2 separate regions of the Mus musculus genome follow, and region 1 is linked to region 2. Evidence: chromatin contacts called from public Micro-C data. All regions are on one chromosome and are shown on one strand. The core of a region is the stretch at or near the end of the contact, and the rest is flanking DNA. Distances in the headings are between cores, read along the strand shown.

Evidence for each region. A called contact is a pair of places that touch in the nucleus more often than the background predicts.
Region 1: a Micro-C map of embryonic stem cells shows a contact between it and region 2, with 2.1 times the contacts expected there. The contact joins the promoter of Gpat2 here to the promoter of Itpripl1 in region 2. A contact is called at or near these places in 6 of 39 promoter capture datasets (the C10 cell line, the HPC-7 cell line, cranial neural crest and 3 more), 4 of 484 Hi-C or Micro-C datasets (the G1E-ER4 cell line, embryonic stem cells, nephron progenitors and 1 more), 1 of 115 datasets of contacts at active chromatin or transcription factors (large pre-B cells) and 1 of 9 other capture datasets (adipose tissue).

What each region holds. Positions count from the first base shown.
Region 1 is chr2:127,422,240-127,427,163 of GRCm38.p6, forward strand. It overlaps Gpat2 (glycerol-3-phosphate acyltransferase 2, mitochondrial), which reads left to right and starts at 2,960. Exons shown (of 22, transcript NM_001081089.2): 1 at 2,960-2,982.
Region 2 is chr2:127,141,090-127,146,413 of GRCm38.p6, forward strand. It overlaps Itpripl1 (inositol 1,4,5-triphosphate receptor interacting protein-like 1), which reads right to left and starts at 2,368. Exons shown (of 2, transcript NM_001163527.1): 1 at 2,126-2,368; 2 at 1-1,125. The coding sequence starts at 1,111.

The sequences.
Region 1 (4,924 bases), core at 1,710-4,209, 280 kb after region 2:
CAGTCTCAAAATACAAGGTGGGCATCTCTAGAGGAGTAACATCTGAGGTGGACTTTTAGCTTCCACAGACACTAACACACATTCATACCTGCACCCACATTTGCAGCCATGTGAACATGCATGGAACACACACACACACACACACACACACACACACACACACACTTCAAAGTCTTTCCTGCTTCAGCTTCTACAGAACTAACAATGACAAGGAGATGCTACCAGCTGCTCTCAGCATTAATTCTGCTACCTTTTCCTACCAACATCCAAACTCTGTCGAGCTCCCCATTCTCGGCTGTGGATTGCCACAGTGTTTACAAGACCATATGGAAGATTCTGAAGGAAGGAAGAGATCTATGACATAGAAATCAGGCCCCATCAATGGCCACCTCATGAGGGTGGCTGTCCTCAGAGCTCCTGGCATATGAGAGGATCTTCTAGGAGTCCTTGAACGTGTCATATTGCTAGTGAGAAGAAGTGGGTATCCCAACTCTAGACCTGCTGATAAATGCACCCTTCCTCTGTCCTCTGTCTCAACTCTTGGTGGATTGGGTGGTGTCTGCACAAGTTGGGGAGAACAACTGTTCTTTCATCCACTCTTACAATACCCATTCTTCTAGAAACACCCAGAAGTAACATGCAAATATGTGTTCCCCACAGGAGGGCATTTGTCCTTTTGGGCCCTAGGAGTCAGTTCCATGAGTTAGGATCTTTGGGGCAGTACCTATGTCCAGGGAGGGGTTTTCTCAGTTCATTCATGGTTCATGGGCTGAGCAAAGGAGAGTTTCAGTGTCTCCAAGGATCAAGTCAGACCACCAGTGTGCATAGCATTTGGCCTGCAGGTCTCACCATATCATGTAGCTCTGGACCTGGTCCAGAATGCTGGTCAGATCTTTAGCATCAAACCCTGAGCCATGTCTACAGAGTATGCATCTTTCAATGCCCAAATTACAGCAGGCAGCTGTTGCCACTGCAGCCTCCCAACACATCCTTTCTAAAGCAGAAGTGCAGCTGAGGCCTGAACGAGGCCAGAACTCTGCTAAATACAGCCCTGGGGCCCACTGTCCCTACCCATGGAACCTTCCAGTCGGAAGCAGCTATTGTGGGATCCCTCTCAGAATGAGATCCCTCCAAGAAGGTGAGAGGTGCTCACAACCAACCACAAAAGCTCACCTTTCTATCCAGATGGTGATCTTGGGAGACATCTAGATTTGCACTTGGAGGTGGGGGGGGGGCAACTTACTGCTTCTAAATAATGGGGTTTCCTTTTCCTTGCTTGCTTTTTTCAGTTTCTGAGTCTTCTTGTTGTGGCCTGTGCACTATGATACAAAACAACAGTTAACATGGGAGCCAGATACAACATGTGAAGCTGGTGATGCTGTTCCTGAGGAGGAAGAGACAGAAAGGTCAGGTGTTCAAGGCCACCCTCTGTTTCATGGCAAATTTGAGACCAGCCTCAAAACACACACACACACACACACACACACACAAGCCACGAAAGAGACCCTTGGGCCTTGAGGGACACAAAATGGCACAAAGCAGGGAACACAGTGGCTATACCCTCAAGGGGAATGTCGGTGGAGGAGAGGTAGAGGTTAGGAATAAGAGCCAGCTCTTGGGACCCATGGCCTCACAGGTTCTGAAACTGGAGGTCAGTGGGCTGTCACGTGGGCTGGGGGTACAGGGAATACCTCCCCCCAATTTATTTTATATTGCACTAACCTTTTAAAGTTGTTATTTTTAAAACATTTGTTTGTGTGTGGGTATGTGCACATGAGTGTAGTTACCTGAGGAGACCAGGAGAGGGTGCTAGATCCCTGAAGTTGGAGTTACAGGCAGCTGTGAGCCACCTGATGTAGTTGTTGGACCCTGAACTCAGGTCCTCTGGAAGAGCAATATGAACTCCTATCTGCTGAGTCACTTTCCCGGTCCTGTGGAGACCTTTCAGGGCTGGTCTCTTGGTGGCTTGCTGCAACAGTGAAATGATGAAGGAACCCATATGTCCTTTGTTCCTAGAGTGCTCAGAGCCGATTACCTAAATGACCCCACTCTCATCTTTATACACTTTGCCTGTTGATGTAACCAAACAGCTGACCAAAAGCCACTCTAGGAAAGAAGGGCTTGTTGTGGTTCACAGTTTGAGGGCACTGGACATCTTGGCTGGGAAAGCATGGCAGAGGACCATGAGGCTGCTGACCACATCATAGCTTGGCAGGAAGCAGAAAACAGATAAGTGCTGGTGCTCAGCTCAGGTTCTCCTTTAAAAAAACACACGTCTTTATTTTGTGTATACAAGTGAGGAGGTCAAAGGATAGCTTGGGGTAATTGGTTCTCACCTTCTGCTATGGGTCTTTAGTTCCCGGGACTCGTGAGGGACCACTGCGCTCTTGTTAACTCCAATTCCAGATCCAAGCCCTCTTCTGACCACACATGTGCATACCCCCACAAAGCCACACATGCACATATATAGATCACACACACACACACACACACACACACACACACGTAATTTATTTTGAGACAGAGTCTCACTATGTAGTTCTGGGTGACCTGGAACTTGCTATGTAGATCAGGCTAGACTCGAACTCACAAAGATCCATCCGCCTTTGCCTCTCGTGTGCTGGGATGAGAGGTGTACACTATCCTCCCCACATCCTTTTTAAGACTCCCCTCCTTGGGTCCTTTGCATTCCACACTTCCAGATTAGGACAAGCAGGTTCCTAAGCCAGAATGTCCTCTCCCCAACAAACTCTCAACACTTGCAGCGAGTTGTGGGTGATGGGCGTGGAGGGAGCAGTGATCATGTGGTACAGGCAGCAAGTCCAGCAGAGCATATAGGGTGTCAAGGGATGGGGCTTCGAGCCTAGAGCGCGTTCTGATTGGCTGGCCCCTCAGCTGCTGAGGCGCATGCGCAGAGCCCAGTTTCCGGCTTCGTCGGCTCAGTCACACGGCTGTTTGGCGGGAGTTGGCGGCTGGTGTGAGGTGAGCTTCCTGAGACTCGTGTGCCGGATTGGACCAGGCTGGGTTGGGCTGGGCTGGGCTTGGCTTTGGGTCAGGCAGGGACTGATGTGGAACTCGGGCTGGTGGGCGTGTCTCACAGACAAACAGTCAGAGGCAAGCTGGTGGCCCTGGAGAGCCCCACTTTGCCCTTTGCTTGGCTTGTGGCACCTGAGACTCAGAGAGCAGGCAAGGATGGACTTCCGGTGCCGCCTCGGAGACAGGCCCTGCCCTCCATCTTGGTTTTGGCGAGAACCTTCCTTGCAGGCGTAGGGGTATTTGCTGCAGCTGAGAACTTTTTAAAGTTAAGTTCTGTGATGGTTAGTAGGGCAGGAACATTGGGGATGTGTGTGTTGCATTTTAGCCTTTGGTGAAGAGCTACATAAGAGCCAGGCACCAAGTGCCACCTGTGTAGTGCGGGTGGGAGGACTCAGAGTGGAAGGGACGTGGCTTCTGGGCGCCCCCGAGCCGAGGCCCTGTTGGGTATCTGCTCAGATACCACATCTCAAAGTTATTTTTACAGCAGCAGCTGGAAACCCCCGCTCTTTATATAACAAGCTCTCTGCTTTTAAACGTTGGCCTTAATTCCTAATGTTTAAGCACGTCATATAGTCAGCGAGAAGATGCCTGTGAACTGTACTGGCCCTCGGGGAAGAGTGTGCATCTACACAGACTGCCAGTGGCCCTCACTTAGGGATCTTGCTTGCCAGATGTGTCTGTAATAGTGGTGTTTGAGAAACAGAGGGAGGAGGATGGAGAATTCAAAGCTGGTCGGGGCAAAATAGCAAGACAGTGTCTTAAAAAGCGTGAGTGAGCTGTCCCCAACTGACCTGGATTTCATGAGCTAGGTAGTTGGCTTAATTGGCTCATGAGAATGCTCCATGCCTTGTCTTTTAATCTGTTATTTTAGGGCCAGCATTGGTCGGTGGGGTTAGATTTTGAGGTTAGGAGTCTCAAGCTGAGGAGTGTCAAACGTCTTCCTTGCAAAGGAGGCAGGCCTCCTTACATTGCAGCCTTGACCTTGGGCTTCTCTGTGCTTAGGGTCTGAATGGGGCTGTGAGAACATTTTTTAAAGTAGGGGATGCATCTGAAATGAGATCTCCAGGGCCTGTGTATACATCAATCAGGATCCGGTTACTGCTTGGCTTCATGGTGCTAAATAGCACCAAGGGGCAGAGGAGGAGCACCAGAGGAACCCTGGAAACTAAGCCACAGGCATCTGGCTCTCCTGGGCCCTTTCCATACCACTTAATTGCTGGGTCTACACATGAATTATTTGCAATTCTTACCCTCAGGACGACTTTCAGATGATGTGAGGGAAGTGAGATGGGAACCCCGAGGGCTCCACAAGGCTGCTTTTCTGGCTGCCTTGGGCCCTGGAACTCATGGAGAAAGAAGAATCTAGATGTATCATGAACTAACAATTTGTGGTCTCAAAACTCAAAAAGGCACTCTCAGGCTAGCGTGCAGTTAATGTGATTGAGTTGGGGAATAAAAAGAATATAAATAATTAGGCCAGTCTGTTCACCATGGACATGGTGGAAGATCAGGGTAGGGGACCCTTTTGGGCAGGAGTCTCTCTTCCACAGAAGCATAATGGATCCGAGGTTCTGCAAGAGGGCTGCTCAGCAGGACTTAGGTTTATGGAGAGAGTATCCTTTTCCTTGTATCCTCTTCTTGCTGGTATAATCCAGCCCAGCCTAGGCTTTTCCTTCTACACGGAGAGCCTTACGTTGCCATTACAATCACAGTTGCTGTTAGAACACATTGGGGCATGTGGATGGAAGATAGCCACTCATGTTGCCTGAGGGAGCCCCTGACTTTTCAAGTACAGCTCACTTCCTGGAGGGACCACTTGGGTCAGTGACAGGGATTTGATCAGACTGCCTCCAGTCTCCTGGCAATTGTCCTCATTGCTGATGGCTTA
Region 2 (5,324 bases), core at 1,118-3,617:
GGTAGACCAAGGTATCTTCCCGTTGCACCCCTAGAACCAAACTGATGGACAGAGAGCGGCCTGAGCGGTAACCCAACCTGAGCTTGCAGGAGGTGGTGGACGGTGGGAAAGTGAGCTTAAAGTCGTATTTGTGGGCCACTAGTGCCCAGGCATTGCTCACCATGTTTCGGAACCACTGCACGGTCTTACACACGTCCAGGTGCGAGCTGGTGCAGAGAGCTGCCTTGATGGAGCTAGTACACTTGCTCAACATGGCTGAGTGGTCCCTGTGGTGCACCAGGCACAACACATCCCCCAAGAGCTTCTCATGCTTGCACATGCACTCAGAGTCCACCTTCACACAGCCACAACGACGGCCCAGAGCCGGATCTCTCATCTCCAAGATAAACATAGTGCCCTGGGGAGGGACAATGGGCACCAGGACATCGAAATTCTGGGTCTCGTGGAGGGTTCCCCACTTCTCAAAGGCAGCCCCAAAGCCCAGGCAGTCCTCCAACTGTGGGTGAGCCTCCCGGCGGCTGAGCACCCGGCAGGCCTCAATGAGATCATCCACAAAGCTCTCCACAAACTCACAGGTGCAGGGCAGGTCACGGATGGCATTTTGGATATAATGTTTGTAAAAGGCTTCCAGGGCTTCCTGGGAGGGAAAATCAGAGAGCCGGGTGTAAGAGGAGACGGGCACGACACGGATCTCTTCCTCTTCCTCCTCGCTGCTGGACTCAAAGGCTGGCTCGTGCTGCATGCTCTGTCGTAGGAGCTCAAAGATGAGAAAAAGGCAAAAGAGGCCTGCATTCCACAGGTTTCCCAGTATCCAGCCCAGAGGCCCCCCATCTTGGCCACCGGCCTGGAAGGGCCATCCCATGTCCTTCTTCCCCAGCACTAACTGGTCACTGGATGTATCCCCTCTCCAGAAGTTCTCCACTTTCTGCTTCTGCTCAGCGGCTCGGCTCCTCTCTTCAAACTCCATCTCTAACTGCCGCATCTCCTCGCTCATTCGCTTCTCCAGCTGCCGACTCCTAGCTAGCGTGTCCAGGTCCATGCGGTCACTGACCATCAGGGGGTGGTGAACAACATACATCACTGCCAAGAACATGAGGCTTATCACAGCCATGGAGGCCTCTGCATCTGGAGGAGTAGGAGGGTGGGGATCAGTGGTGATTTCCGGGGCACATCTGTTCTCCAGCACAGAGTCCCCAGAGCCCTGGTACCTCAAATCCTGGATGCCAACTACTCAGGAGGAACAGAAAGTGCATAGAGCTAGGGTGGGAGTTAGCAAGAACGGTCCGCCTTGGGGAAAGGAAGTGGAGACCATAGGATGTACCCTGAGTCAACCTCTTTCCTTCCACATACCGTGGGTGGTGTTTAGGGGACATGAGACTGTTTTTATTCCAGTATAAGATGGGAAGGGGGACCCTTACAGTGGGGTGGCCTCACCCGACTCATCGGTCCACCTCGGGCCCCAGATATGCCCTGCCAGTCCCAGAGGCTCCCTTCCACAGGCAGAAAACACAGAATCTTGTTCGGGCAATGTCTTCCCCATCCTTGGGTAGCCAGCTTCAGTCCCTAGCTGCAGCATCCCACTTCCTCTGTGACTTCACAACCCTACCTTGTGTCATTAGACCACTTAACCTCACCACTCTGCCCTGCAGGTGCCAGACTTGGCACTGTGCTGCCAACTCCTTAGTATTACAGTGATGAGGTTCTGAGGCAGGCTAGCATATGGCCATCAGTCCAGCTGCACTTCTCAGTCCAGGAAAGTGCCTGCAGAATTCAGGGGCCAAGACCCAACTGACAGACAGTAGCAGAGATTCCCTGGCCCCATTGCCCAACCACTGAAACCTGAAGCTTCCGGCCTTCACCCCAGTAATTCACCAGCTATGGGGCTTCTTGAGTCATGAAAGGCAGTGCACCATGGCCATCGAGTTCAGGTGAGGGGCACTCCTCGCTTTGGAATTAAGCCCAACTGCCCCCTCCATGTTCAAAATACCCGAGCCACCGGCCCTGCTTCAAAGTGAAGGCCCCCCTCTACCCTTAGTAACTTCCCCCAAACTCACCCATCTCTCCTGACCCAATAAAATACCCAAATTTAAGGGTTTCTCCTGGAACTAGGGGCTCAGTTACTCACGGTCTCAGTTAGCAGGAGAGCGTTCTTAAAGAGACAGCGCGACCTGGCCGCCCTCGCCTTCTTCCGGGCGTACGCGATGCTCCCAGTTCATACTCCACACAAACTGAGAGAGTCCACCTGACGAGCTCTTTCTGGGTACAGACCATGTCTCCGAGGTCCAAAGTCTGCGGGCAGCGGACTGCAGCGACTACCACGCGGTGCTGGTCCCGGCGGACTCCAGCAATCCACAGCGGTTCCCGCCTCAGGGGTTCCGCCCCGACAAACCCCACCCCTTGCTCGAAGCCAAGAGGCGGGGCCCAAGGCAGGGACTCTTCCAGAGCTGGGGCCCTCCCTCCCTATGGGGCCCTTCCTCCCTATGGGGCCCTCCCTCCCTAAGGCCTCACACCTTTTTGTTTCTAGTCGTCCCCCCTAGGGTTTGAAGGGACAGCAGAGCATCTGTGGCCACGCGCTCACAGCTATTCTGCTTCATTCCGTGGCACAAGGCTGAAGTGCCTGCTGCCACTCCCACCAAGTTTCTTTTACCAGGGCAATGTGTGCTTATTGAGAATTTGGGTGGGAAGGTGAGAAAGAAATTAAGGACTGGGAAAAGCCATTCTCACTTCCCTCTGGCTCTATGCAAGGTGAAAAAGGAAATGAGATGTTTTTAGGCACCACTAATAAGCCTCACTCGATGGGAAGATGACTCATTTGGGTACAGAGCCTGTTGCCCAAGCACGATAATGTGAGTTTGGGTCCCCAGACATCCACCTCTAATCCAAAGTTTAAAAAATGGAGCTAGACAGAGCCACTGAGCTTAAGTGACTGGTATAAGGTTTTATTAAGAGACCTTGTCTCAAAGTAGAGATCTCTAAAGACGATGATTTTGCACCCAGGTGCACAGGAGGCAGGTCCGAGCATACACATGCAATACTACACACACATGCACAGGTATATGCATACCCCACTATAGACGTCACTTCCCCAAATCAGGTATCTTTCCCTAATCAAAGTGACTCTTAGGAAAGGACATCTGTCACTCAAAGACCTGCCTTGGAGCATTGTTTGTCACTTACTAGTCACATAGAGGTAAGAACCCTAAACCTAGCCAGGCAGTGGTAGCACATATGTTTAATGCCATCACTCAGGCTGTAGAGGCAGGCACCTCTCTGAGTTCAAAACCAACATGGTCTAAAGAGAGAGTACCAGGACAGCCAGAGCTACACAGAGAAACCTGGTCCTCTAAAACAAAAACAAAAAACAAAAATTCCTAAGCCTTCAGGCAGCTCTGCTGATCCTACGTCCATAGCAAAGAGAACTTCATAAAGTGTGAAGGCACGACAAGGCTTACTACATGTTAAGAAACCCCAACAAGAGGCTGGAGAGATGGCCTAACGGTTGAGAGCACTGACTACTCTTCTGAGGGGACTCAGGTTTGATTCCCAGCCACTTGCATGGTAGTTCACAACTGTTTGTGACTTGTGCATGCAGTGAACATACATATGCAGGCAAACACACCAATACACATTAAATAAATAGATAAAAAACAACAAGGGGCTAGAGAGATGGCTCAGCTGTTAAGGGAACTTACTCTTCTAGAGGACACTCATTTGGTTCCCAGCAGCTACTAAGTGGTTCACAACTATCTGTAATTCCAGTTCCAGAGAATCCGACAACCTGACACCCTCCTTTTATTCTATGGACTTAGGTACAGAGTTCATGTGGGCAAAACATACACAACTTTTTAAAGTGAATCAGTCTTTAAAAAAAAAAAAATTCCACCAAGCTATCTCACTTAAAGATCACACTTGAATTAACAAATATCTCTTTATCTCATTTATCTCATTATCTCATTATCAGTGAACATCTTTTGTTTCCACCACCACCACCACTTTTTTTCCCCAACTTGTTTTGTTTTGGAGATAGGGTCTCACTACACTGAAGCCCTGATTGGTCTGAAACACAGAGATCTACCACCTCTGCCTCACAAGTGCTGGGATTATAGGTGTATACCACCATGCCCAGCTCCAAGTTGTATTTCTATTTTTACTTTTTATGTGTATGGGTGTTTGCCTGTATGTATGTACGTGTACTACATATGGTGCCTAGTGCCCATGAAGATCAGAAGAGGCACCAGATCCCCTGAAACTGGTGCTGGGCTCTAAACTCAGGCCCACTGCTAGAGCAACAGGCACTCTTAGCAGCTGAGCTGTTCCTCCAGGCCGCTCCAACCTGTATTTTGTTAACTTAATAGTGGGATAAATAGGAAACCCTCCAGGTGACTCATTTTAACAAGTGAACTCTAACATCGTGGGAATTTATTTACCCATGTTAAGCAAAGAAATATGGTAGATTTTCTGTGAAGTAAATTCAGCTGTGGCCCCTAAAAACTAACACTGTAAACCAGACATCATAGCACAGGACTATAATCCCAGAATTTGGGAGATCTGAGGCAGGGGATAAGCTCCAGGCCAGTCCGGGCTACATGAGACCCTGCAAAGGTTGGACAGGTGTTAGGAGCACAAAGGTCCTTGTGCTCACAGAGAGCATTAGGGAAGCTAGGAATGTTAAACACTGTATGGGGCTGTCTCCTCCATGAATGTACAACTGGTCTCTGCCCAGAAGGCTGGGAATGGAGGTGACTAACAGTCTCGATGACCTCTGTGCTATCTGTATGGCTGAGACCACACCAGATCCTCCCCTTGGGTCCCTAAGATAACACATGCAGCCTATCTTTAGGACCCATCTGCATGGAAGAAGCGACATGTACTTTGAGAAGAGTTTCAATGTAATTATGCCTCCTTATGAACACGGGACTGTGTGTTATACCAGAAACTTGTTTTTCAAATTGTACTGTACTTATATATGCCTGAAATAAACCACCTTGTGTCAGACTCTAGAAATTTTGAGGGGCTGGTGAGATGGCTCAGTGGGTAAGAGCACCCGACTGCTCTTCCAAAGGTCTGGAGTTCAAATCCCAGCAACCACATGGTGGCTCAAAACCATCCATAACGAGATCTGACTCCCTCTTCTGGAGTGTCTGAAGGCTGCTACAGTGTACTTACATATAATAAATAAATCTTTTAAAAAAAAGAAATTTTGAACTAACATCAGCTACTGAGTTGTGTTGGACTAGATTTCCTTCTTGTCTTATGTGGACCCTTACTTTGCTAGTGGTGAGTTTGCAAAGACTGCTTCTCAAAATACACACACACACACACAC